2 separate regions of the Sus scrofa genome follow, and region 1 is linked to region 2. A link is a contact called in public Hi-C data. All regions are on one chromosome and are shown on one strand. Each heading gives the region's core, a stretch centred on a gene start, on an enhancer-like site or on the middle of the called end of the contact. The rest is flanking DNA. Distances are from core to core; before and after follow the strand shown. Region 1 holds the start of ZBTB10 (zinc finger and BTB domain-containing protein 10). Region 2 has its middle 100 kb from the start of ZBTB10.

What was found. Hi-C and Micro-C count contacts between places; a contact is called where the count stands out from the background.
Region 1: a contact with region 2 is called in a Hi-C map of embryonic fibroblasts, with 6 times the contacts expected there. The contact joins the promoter of ZBTB10 here to the enhancer-like site in region 2. A contact is called at or near these places in 1 of 5 promoter capture datasets (liver), 17 of 47 Hi-C or Micro-C datasets (alveolar macrophages, embryonic fibroblasts, epiblast stem cells and 7 more) and 1 of 2 datasets of contacts at active chromatin or transcription factors (skeletal muscle).

The regions. Positions count from the first base shown.
Region 1 is chr4:56,171,471-56,177,145 of Sscrofa11.1, forward strand. It overlaps ZBTB10 (zinc finger and BTB domain-containing protein 10), which reads right to left and starts at 2,867. Exons shown (of 6, transcript XM_005663005.3): 1 at 1,813-2,867. The coding sequence starts at 2,790. It overlaps LOC110260268 (a long non-coding RNA gene), which reads left to right and starts at 3,565. Exons shown (of 2, transcript XR_002343237.1): 1 at 3,565-4,156; 2 at 4,542-5,675.
Region 2 is chr4:56,069,689-56,075,034 of Sscrofa11.1, forward strand. No RefSeq gene overlaps it. Among named protein-coding and RNA genes, the nearest start is that of ZBTB10, 100 kb to the right of the region's middle. Within about 2 kb of position 2,408, at least 54 of the 83 cell types and tissues checked have an H3K27ac peak or open chromatin away from gene starts, as enhancers often do. A contact at or near this core is called in embryonic fibroblasts, fetal liver, liver and 1 more, where this site is marked.

The sequences.
Region 1 (5,675 bases), core at 1,617-4,116, 100 kb after region 2:
AGACACATGCCTAAGGGAGGATACACCATACTAAGTCCATCATAAAGTTATACAACTAATTCCCCCTCCTCTGATTTCAGGTTCACTAAGCAGCTAATTACAATTTGCACTCCCATTAGATTTGCCTACAGGGAGACACTATGCAGGAGAAGAGTAACTGGTCCACTGAATATTAGGAAAATTCACTCTGTCTAAATTTTTTTTTATACACAACTTACATTATTTAGAAAAGTACACTTCCATTTTCACAAGCCCTCTAACCTCTGTCATTATTACTAAAATAACTTCAAGGATTCATAAACTTTTAAAGCCTCTAGACTCCTCTTCTGTAAAATGGGAACAAAATAATTACTTGTCAGTGTAAGGGACATCTGTGTTTGTCAAAGGAAAGTCTGGCACTTCGATGCCCAAGCTCACAAAGCTAGTAATTGCAGAACGCTGAGATCTGAACCTAGATTTACTCAAACCCCTTTTTCCCCCATTGCAACATTCCTTATAGACTCTAGTCTCATTTATCACCACGAACTGTTAAGACTGGGGACAATTTACTTAACCTTTCTGTGCCTTGTATCTTTAAGTGACCTTCCTTCTAGGGCTTAGGCAACTAAAACTTGTGCAAAAACTGTTGCTACTGCCTCCTGAGAAAAATAACCTTACGTTTTAAAGTTAAAGCCTCAACTTCTGAGAAACTTCTGTGCTACTAATTAACTCCAGTATAAATGTTCTGAATAGCAAAACCACTCCAATAAACACAAAAAGGGACTAGTATCTGAAAGGTGACTTTGTAAAACCCAAGATTGGGTAGCAATACAAAAGAATGAATCCCATCCACCACCACAGGTTGTCTCAAGTCTTAGAAGAACAGATCAACATCTGTTTGGCTTGAAAGGGGATTATCAAAATGTTAAGACTTATACTAGAAATATTAAAACAAGAGCTAAAAAGAGCTGAAGTATAGCTTACTTGTTCTATAACTAAGAGCACATGATTTCAAGGAGTTTGGTAAATATATTCTCTACCAAATCAACTACTTGGCACAAATAACTTTAAACATTTCTAGTACGCTAAGTAAACTACATTTATAAGAAACGTTTTAGAAGGAAGGATTATAGAAAATATCAGCACAGAAATCTAAGAAAACAAGTAAAAACTACCATAAGCATGCCTTTGCTAAAAAAAGTTCAACAAGAAGTTTAATGGAGATGAAATTAGTAAAATTATTCACAAAAAAGGAGTCTTAGCTGAATAGCTTCCTCTGCATTCACAGACTGCTCTCATATTTCATATTACCCTGACATATAAAGAATTTTCTCGGTTGGATGTTCTCCTAAAAGGGGTAGCGTCAGAGGTTAAGGATATTGTTTAATTCATCCTTCAAAGAGTTACCACATTTGACTTCCACCAGCACTCTGAAAGACTGCGAACATGAAGCAGCTTTTCTAAAATCACAGCTAATAACATTTTGACCACAAAGTCAACCTTACAGGGTTAAAACCATCAACCTCGCTTTATTAAACTTTCCTTTTGATTCAATCTGATGGGCAAAGGAATCTGAGTCTTAAAAAAAGTTACAACAAATTCAGCGCTGCGATTAGAAAAAAATTGTCATCCCCTCCCCCTCCCTCCCCCATAACTTTCGAAAACTTGTTCCCAGGCTTTCAAAACCCCCACCCGTAAGATTCCTACACCTCTCTCCCAACAGGAAAGACGCCTTCACTCAGGAAAGCGGTTTCGAGGTTTTTGGTTTTTTTTAGTTGATAACCCCCCCCATACCACCCCAAACTGAAAAAGTAGCAGCAGTGTATACCGTACCTGGGCGTTGGCTTCGTGGAGTTTGTGCTCGGTAGAGACGTGGTGCCTCAGAAGGAGGGTTTTCTTGTAGTTGCGGGTCCCTCGCGAAAGCTCGTCGTGCCCCATTTGAGGCAGGTCCCCGCTCGCCCCGTCCTCGGGGGTCTTTTGGCACCAGCCGCAAGACATAAGGCCAGTATCCTTGGAATAGCGCAGCCAGGGAAAATCTTTGAGCCAGGCGGTCTGGAAGGAGCACTGGAGCTTCTGCATTAGAGACTTGGGCCGCGCGAGCGGGAAGTGCTGGACCGTCTCTCCTTCGCCAGCTCCCACACCGCTGCCCTCCGCTTCGTCCCCGCCATCGCCGCCCGACCGCCTGCTGCTGCTGCAGCTGCCGCCTTCCGCCCCGCTGCCGTCGCCCAGGCTCGCCCCCTCCTCTTCGTCCTCGGTGCTGTCGCTCAGGGACGCGCCGTCCGGCATCAACTCTTTCCCCTCCAGCGCGTCCAGCTCCAGCTCCACGGCCGCCGGCCCTCGCCCATTGAAATGCCTCAGGGGCCACGCCGAGGTCTCGGGGCGGCCGCGGCTACTGCCATTGTTGCCGAGCCCCCCGCCGCCGCCGCCGCCGCGGAAGGCCAGAGTCCGACGGTTCCTTTCCGCTAGCAGGGGGCCCCCCGCGCCGCCGCCGCCCAGCGAAGTGGGGCCGCCCGCGTCTTGGGGGAGCAGCAACTCCTTGGTCTCCTCGGAGGCGGCGGCGGCCGCCCCAGCGGAGGCCTCCAGGTCTTGGGGCTCCAGGCCCTCCAATTCCACTTCCTCGTCGGCCCCCCGCCCATTGAGCTGCTGCGGCGCTGGCGGCTGGGGCTGTCTGGGCTGGGGCTGCTGGGGCCAAGCCGAGGCCTCCCCGCCAACGTTATTGTTCACGGAGCCGCCGCCGCCGCCACCGCTGGCGGTGACCAACCCGCCTCCTCGGAACGCCAGCGTCCTGCGGTTCATTTCACTGAACGACATGGCGCGCGCCGCCGCCGCCGCCCGGTGCCCCGGCTCGCGCCCGGCCTCGGGCCGCGTCCCGCGCGCTCCCCGCCGCTCCCCCTCCGCTTCGCCCCCGCCCCCACCCCGGGCGTTCCGGTCTCGCGGGGCTCGGCCTCGCCCTCCCGCCCGGCCGCCCGGCTCGCGCTCGTTCCCGGGGCTGCCTCACGCGTCCGTCGCCGCCGCCGGCCGCCGGGCCGCCGCCTCCAGCCGCCTCCTCGTCCTCCACCCCCGCCCCGCTGCGCTCCAGGCAGCGTCCCGCGCGGAGAAGGGGGCGGGCGGCGGAGAGGTGAGCAGCGAGCCCGGGCGCGTGGGGCCTTCGAAGTTGAGAGGCGGAGTGCGGGGAGACCCTCCGCTGCCCCCTCTTTAAAGCCGCGCGCACACACCGACCCTGCAAACAGATATCCTTCCTCCGGCGCGCCGAGGAGTCCCGACGCCGCCGCCGCCGCCGGCTTCCGAGGCGGTGAGGGCGACAGGCACGTTAAACTGCCGGGCTCCGCCACATAACGAACCGACAATAAAGCCGGCGGAGCGTTTCCGTCCGACCAGGCCCTGGCGGAGGTCGAATGGCAAATGAACAACGGACCGTGCGCCCACAATGCACCGGGGTAGCAGTAACCGCTGGAGGGGGAAAGGGTGGGGGCCGGGCTGGGGGAGGGGGGCTGGGCTTGGGGCTGGGCTGGGGTGGGGTGGGGGCGCCAGGGGACCGGGAAAGGGGCCGGGCCGCGCCTCCGGCCTGGGGGCGGGGGTGCGGCCGCGGGGAAGGAAGTCGGCCGAGGGGCGGGGGACAAAAGGCCGGGCGGCGGGCTGGGGGTCTCGGGGAGGGGGCGGGCGTGTGCGGCCGGGGCCGGGCTCCGCGGAGGACAAACAGCTGGCGAGTGTCAGGGTCTGGCCGCCTCCCCGCTGCCCGCACGCACCTACCCGCGCCCAGGAGGCACATTTTCCTTCTCTCGCCACGAGTTCACCTGGGACTTTGGAAATAAACTGTGCGGTGGGAGCCGCGCTCCAGCCGTGTCATTTGCTGGGGGTGGGCGGCGGTGCCCGAGGAAGTGAACTTATTTTGTTCCTTCACAAAGACTGGACCAGGCGGTGCCTTTCACGCGAGGAGATTGCAACCACGGACACCTCCTTGTCTGGTGCATTGTGTGCGCGAGGCAGCACCTCAGGCCCAGGGCAATAATCATTTCACAGAAAATGCACCGCCCCGAGTGTCTTATTGCTGTGATGAAATGGAAATTTAAATAAAAGGTCGAACACGTGCGTTCAGTGGGAAGTATTGACATGGGTGTTACATCACCGGCAGCCAATCAGATAACCCCAGTCGTGTTTATACTTCTACAACCACCTTGTGAGTATTACAGTATGTCATAACGTTATAAATATTAGGCAGGGTTTTCCCCAGGAGTGGGGAGGAGTCTGCTTATACTGACGCCGTGTGCGACTCCGAAGAAGAACGTGTGTATGACAGGAATTGCTTTTTAGGACTTGTTTTTTAACTGTTTACACTGCATATGGAATTTAGAATGATTAGAAGAACAGATTGAGCGGGAAATGAAAGTCATAGTAATAATCATAGTCAAGTTTTTCAGGGAAAGATTTTCCAACTTAGAGCCCTTATACCCCTATTTGTAAAATTTCGAATAAGCTAAATCTAGCCAATTTTAAAGTGTTTAGACTCTACTATTTTGAAATGTGAAATAAATCTTTATTATTTTTATTCAACTGTATTTCAGGTAAAAAAGATATTCTCAAGCAATGGAGGAGCTTTTTACTCTTCTAAGAAATGTCTTAAAGGACTACATCTAGTCACAGTGGAGCATGATGGAGGATAATGTGAGAAGAAGAATGTATATAAGTATGTGTGACTGGGTTACTTTGCTGTACAGTAGAAAATTGACAGAACACTGTAAACCAGCTATAATGGAAAAAATAAAAATAACTTAAAAGACAAAGTATTGAGAGTTTAATCACAAACTAATATAAAATATGTTCAAGATAATTATCAAGAGTGGAAAAATGATATATGTTACTATCAGAGGTATGTATTATGTGCATAGGAAAAAATGAGAAATACAAACTACAATTGTAGATTATCTAGTGTTAGAGGCTTTAATTTTCTATCATATATTAATGGGAAGTTATATATGTTTAATAAAAAGCATGTGTTACGATTTTTAGGCTTTCTAATTTTATGATTGTACTCTTCAGAAATTCCTATTTTTAAAATAGACAGTATTTAAAGCTCTAAATATATCATGTGGAGTATGGAATGAGATATGTTTTTCAAAATTAACTTAAAGAAAGGATTTTCCCAGACATATTATAAAATATCATTTGTCTTCATATTTTTAAATGGACCAAACATATGCATGCAACGTCCAGGCATATATATTATTGAGTGTATAGATTTGTTCAAAGCAGTTTTCGCTTAATTCACTGTAATGTTAGTATCTGTAGAAATGAGCAGTGTTGTATATCAAACAAAAAATACTTCTTCTACCTTAGAGATGAAATGTAATTTTAATGTAAAGAATGATGGTACTAACCTGCCACAAAAAGATTTTGACTTGGAGGTTTTTTTAAAAAAATAATGATCACATTGCCATCTGGCCACCAGTGATCAACAGCTTGAAATTTCAATAAGAATTTTGTGAAAAGAAAAAAAAAAAAGCTTGAAATTCCGATATAGGTCCTCAGATTTGGTACAGTTTGTGGATTTTAAACAGTTTTGTCCTGCTTTGTTTTAGTTGTTGGAAAGTTTAGGACAGTAGAATCTATGACGTTGAACTAATTTGTACCTTGGAGAAATGAGAGGATTCTGCTTGCTTGACTGTATGTATCATGTGCTTCTATGTAATATATGGAAG
Region 2 (5,346 bases), core at 1,158-3,657:
TCGTATTCTTTTTATGTGGCATCCTGTGGTTTGCTATAGCTCTATTAAAATCTTCCCCAGAAGCAAGCTCTCCTAATTTTGCACAGTCACTTCAGGTTTAAAGGCAGAGGTTTTAGCCAATAAAGGTCTTCTATTGGCAATTTTAGCTGAAAGAACTCTTCCACCACACTCCCCAAAGTGAGGAGACCACGTTTCTAGCATTCTCTTCAATGGTTATGAAAGTTACCAGTATGGCTGTACTGTGGAAATCAGTCTTTCCAAGTGAGCCACCCTGCCTTCTAGCAAGGGAGTCATTTTGTCCTCCTGCCTGAAAATGGGACCAGGGTGTTCCAGCTCAGCTTTGATTTCCCCTTTCATACAAATTCTAATCATGCCCTTTCTATCTCATCACAAAACGAGTTCTCTGATAGAAACCAAGTCACAAGTTTCTGTTCAGGGTTTGGGAAGATTCTAGTGGTTAGAACTGGCTGCAATACAGACTCTAGCTAAAGCTGATGAAGGTGTTAAGGCAAAGGGAAAAAAATTCTTCTCAATTCCTTGTCTTCTAGGGAGTTACCTGTTGGTGGCTCCAGCAGACTGGTGGAAAGCTTTGAAAACATCTTAATTGAGGTACTTTTTTTTTTTTTTTTTTTTTTTTTTTTTTTGTGGCCACCCTTAGGCATATGGACTTCCTGGGCCAGGGATCAGATCCAAGCCACAGTTTCGACCTATTATGCCAGCTGTGGGATCCTTAACCCACAGTGCCAGGCCAGGGATGGAACCTAAACCCGAGTCCCAGAACTCCAGAGATGCCGCAGATCCCGTTCAGCCACAGAGGGAACTCTGATTAAGGTATCTTTCAAATCTACTCTCTTCAGGTTTCCCTTTTCTTTGTCTTTTATAGATGTGAACAGTTGAAATCATATTCCAAGATCTGTATGGTCTAAATCCCTTAACCTCGCTGAGATTCCAATTCCTCACTGGTAAAGTAAAAATTGAAGTTCCTCCCTGTTCTAACAGTCTATCATTTAAGTACACTTTTAAGCTACTGATTCCAACCTAATGATAACTTTCAGCCTGCTGCAGACTCTAGCACCCACCAGGCACAAACCAGCTGAGTTAAAGCAGTTGAGTAAAATAAATTAGATTTGATTTTTCATCTGCAATTTTTTTTTAAGTCCTAGCCATTCTCATACCGGTTTATATTTAGCCTTACAACTTCGACAATGACCAACATTTAAATAGTAAGAATTTCAAAATCCTCCTCAGATCTGAACTATTTGGCTTTTAAGATTTCTGGACCAAAGGATAAGCAGGAAGTAAGGGAGCATCAGAAGTGTTCAGCAAGATTTTTCCATCCTATGAACTTAGGCTGTGCCCAGGCTGATAAAATTTCCTCTGTGAACTCTGAGTTTCTCCAAGCCAGACCTAAGAGCTACCGGTTCCCAATCAATTGCTATTCACGCTCACACATCTGCACACATAAAGCCAATTTAAACATCACGCTGTGGGGTCCTGACAAGATGACAGAACCACCAGCTGTCGGGGCACTGCACTGAATTGGGGACACAAACCCCATTTTCCAATGTAAATTGGCCTGGATGCTGCTTCGGCCCCCAACAAAAGGGGACAGTCCTGTTAAATGGGGCCATCTGGCTGTCCCCCGGCCCCAGTGACACCTCCAGGAAGGGAGTGGGAATGGGGAGAGCGAGAGTGATCATCGAAGGGCCACTAGGTAGCTCGGTAGAGAGCAGCTGTCAGCCCGACCCCAGGGGTCCAGTCCACAGAGGTTGGGGGCCCAGCAGATTCGCGGTGGTCTTAAACCTCCCGGACTCCGGCGCCTGAAAGGTCTCAGCGCGCACTCCCGAGATGGGGGAGGGCGCGCTTTGTTCCCGGGCCCCAAGGGGGCGAGGCTCGAGAGCCTTGGGCAGAGTCACTGCACGGTCCCTGGGGCCCCAGGGCAGGTCCCGGCGGGCGGCAAGCCGCCGCGGCCGCCTCCATAGCAACCGCGTGGGAGCTCTGCTAACCAGCAGGAGGAGCAAAGGAGGGGAGCACGAGAGAGGGGTAAGGGAGAGGCGGGAGGAGGGGTTCAAGGGAGGAACCCGGGAGGAAGGAGGGAGGGGAGCTAGGAGAAAGGACGAGAGGGGGAACGGTGGAGGAGGAGGGAAGGGAGCAGAAGAGAAGGGTGAAGGAGAGGGGCAAGGATCTTGGGGACCAAGGAAGGAGGAAAGGAGGGGAACGGGAGCGAGGAGGAGGTGAGCTGGGAGAGGAGGCGCAGGGGAGGAAAGAATGAAGGGAGCTGGAGCGTGAGTGGGGGGCAGGGAGATGGAGTGCAAGGGAGGAGGGGGAACCGAAGAAGCCCGGAGCAGCAGAGAAGGGGAGGGGAGAAATCTGGGAGGGGGAAGATGGGAGGTGGCGGGGGTGGATCGGAGCCGGGGAAGGAAAGAGCTGACCGGGAGCAGGGGAGGAGGGCGCGGCCCTGGCCGCCCAGCCCAGCCCTCCAGGGCACGGTGCCCGGGGGAACTCGGCAGCCAAATTCCAGCCCCCAAGCCTCCAGGAAGGAGGAGGGGCGGGAGCCGGCGGCGGGGCGGGGGGGGACAGCGCCTGGCGGGCCGGGGGCCGAGCGCGGGGAGGAGCCCCCAGAGCTGCGGAAGGCGGGGGTCGCCGCCGCCCACCCCAGCCCAGGAGAGCGTCCCGGGAGCGGCCGAGACGACCCCTCTCAAGCTGCGCCGACCTTCCCTGTCCCGAGAGCTCCCAGCCCCAGAGCAGTCCGCAGTCCTCCCGGGAAGTGCAAACCCTCCTTCCCCAGGGCTGCAAGCCTGGCTTCGAAGTCGACGCGCTCTTCCGAAAAAGAGAATTCTTGGCTAAGACTCGCTCTCGCCCAGTGTTTTTAGCCTGGGAATATTTTCTAGTACAAAACTATTAGAAAGGTGATGTGGGGCTTTGTTTTGAGTAGACTTCCTTCCGCCCCGCCTCCACCCCATCTCCCCCACCCCCCAAAAAACGAGAGGCCTCTTAGAGAGAAAGTCTTGCCAGTTTTAAGCTTGGAAATTGACAATCTGGATGGAATTCTGACATCCGGCTGGAAAATTTTGGGAAAAGCAAGTCACAAACACACCATTCTTAGGTACTATCTGCTGAGCTGCAGCTTGCATAAGACATTTCTCAAAGCTGGTGGAGTGGATTCGATCCTTGCTAAGAGTTGACCACAAAAATGGACTACCATTATGCACTGAAGAGCAATTTTTTGAATAGCCCTCGGGCCATTAAATGTGTGAAAAAAGAAAAAAAATTAGAGTTAGCATTCAGAAGAAAATCAATAGATATAAGTGCTATATATTTTGTTTTGGATCCATTATACAAAGTAAAGGAAAGAAAAATAAACTTTGGGGCGTTCTCAGCTAACATGGCCTATGGGAAAATGAAAATAAACCTAATTGAAAAAACAGTGCTCACCATAAATAGGTTTAGCTTGCAGGCAGGGAACAAAATTCACCAATCAAATGTAAGATTGTCCCTGTTTCATAAAGCAAAGGTCAAAGAATCCTCTCAAGCCTTAAAGAACACTTTCTGTGTAGATAACCAGGGCTTTGGTTTTGTTGTTTGTGCTGAAAACCCTAATCTGTAACTCCTGTTTTCAGGTATTACTCAAAGGAATATTTTTGGTTTCTTCTGCCCACGTATTCCCAAATTAGGTACCAAACTAAAAGAAACAGGGAAACTTGTAGATTGGTAATCGTGCGATATTCCATCTGGTTTCAACTCTATCTTTGACCAAAAGGAAAAGATGAAAATGTAGGCAAACATCCAACTCTATCTATACAACTCTAAATGCTCACTTATTTTGACTAGAATGAATAGCGTCTTTGCTTCCCAACTAGTTGGTATGTAACATCTTATGCGGGCTACTGTGTTCTAGGAATTTATGGATATTAGCATTTTATTTAATCTTCTTAAAGGTAGCAAGTGAATATTAATATTATGCCACTTTATGGATGAACAGGCTTAGAGAGGGCAGAAAACATGCCCAGATTCTGTCTCCTGCAGTCAGAAGGGCTGGGATGAAGACTCCAAACCAGCCATCACTGAGCAGTTTGTTTGCTCCCTGACCACTCACTCTGCAAGGGTGAGACTTCCCTTGAATCTCATCTAGGATAATCCTCAATGTAAATCTGGATTGTATTTATGTATAGATGAACTGAACTTCTCAATTTCATCCAATTTCGCTAGCATTAGATAGACATCTAAATTGATGAATCATTATTTTCTTTTTGTTTTTGTGGGCTTTTTTTTTTTTTTTTTTTTGCTTTTTTTGCTTTTTAAGGCCACACCCATGGCATATGGAGGTTCCCAGGCTAGGGGTCCTTTCGGAGCTATAGCTGCTGGCCACAGCCACATCAGATCCAAGCCTCATCTGTGACCTACACCACAGCTCACAGCAACACCAGATCCTTAACCTACTGAACGAGGCCAGGGATTGAACCCACCACCTCATGGTTCCCAGTAGGATTCATTTCCACTGAGCTACGATGGGAACTCCCTATTTTCTTCTTTTTTAAAGTCATTTTCTTATTTTGTTTGTCCTCTGATAATGTTATCAACTTTAGAAATAGAGAAAGCAGCAATCTGCCAGACCCGAATCTACTAAGCACCAATTGTTAATGGCGCTTCACATGAGCCCTTAGAATTATCGCAATATTTGAAAAGATATATAGTCTGAGTTCAATGATAAACATTATTTTTTAACCTATTTATATCCTGTTGCTTATACTTTTTAAAAAAGTAAGTTAGATGTTCTTTATTCAGGAGAAAACGATCCATGGACTGGGGAGTACTGTGTCCCACAAGCAGCAAAATGCTGCTCTCTAGGGGTCTGAGACAAGAGGGAGTTTTATAGAGAATTAGGAGAGGCAACGTGGAAACAGGGCATGGTTAGCTAGGCTAGGGATTTACTTATAAAGCCAGGAAGTTCTGTTTCCTGGGGTAAGGTGAGCTAGCTAAATTTGAGTTGGAGGATTATGATTACTATATATTAGATTTCCTTAACAAGGGGCTCCCATAAATGCAGGCTGACAGGTTTAGATTTGTGACCTAGGCTGGGCCATGGGGGTGGCCTCCATTTGTAGGTGTCGATATTCAAATTAACTTTATTAATTCCGGAGTTCCCGTCGTGGCGCAGTGGTTAACGAATCCGACTAGGAACCATGAGGTTGCGGGTTCGGTCCCTGTCCTTGCTCAGTGGGTTAACAATCCGGCGTTGCTGTGAGCTGTGGTGTAGGTTGCAGATGCGGCTCGGATCCCACGTTGCTGTGGCTCTGGCGTAGGTTGGTGGCTACAGCTCCGATTGGACCCCTAGCCTGGGAACCT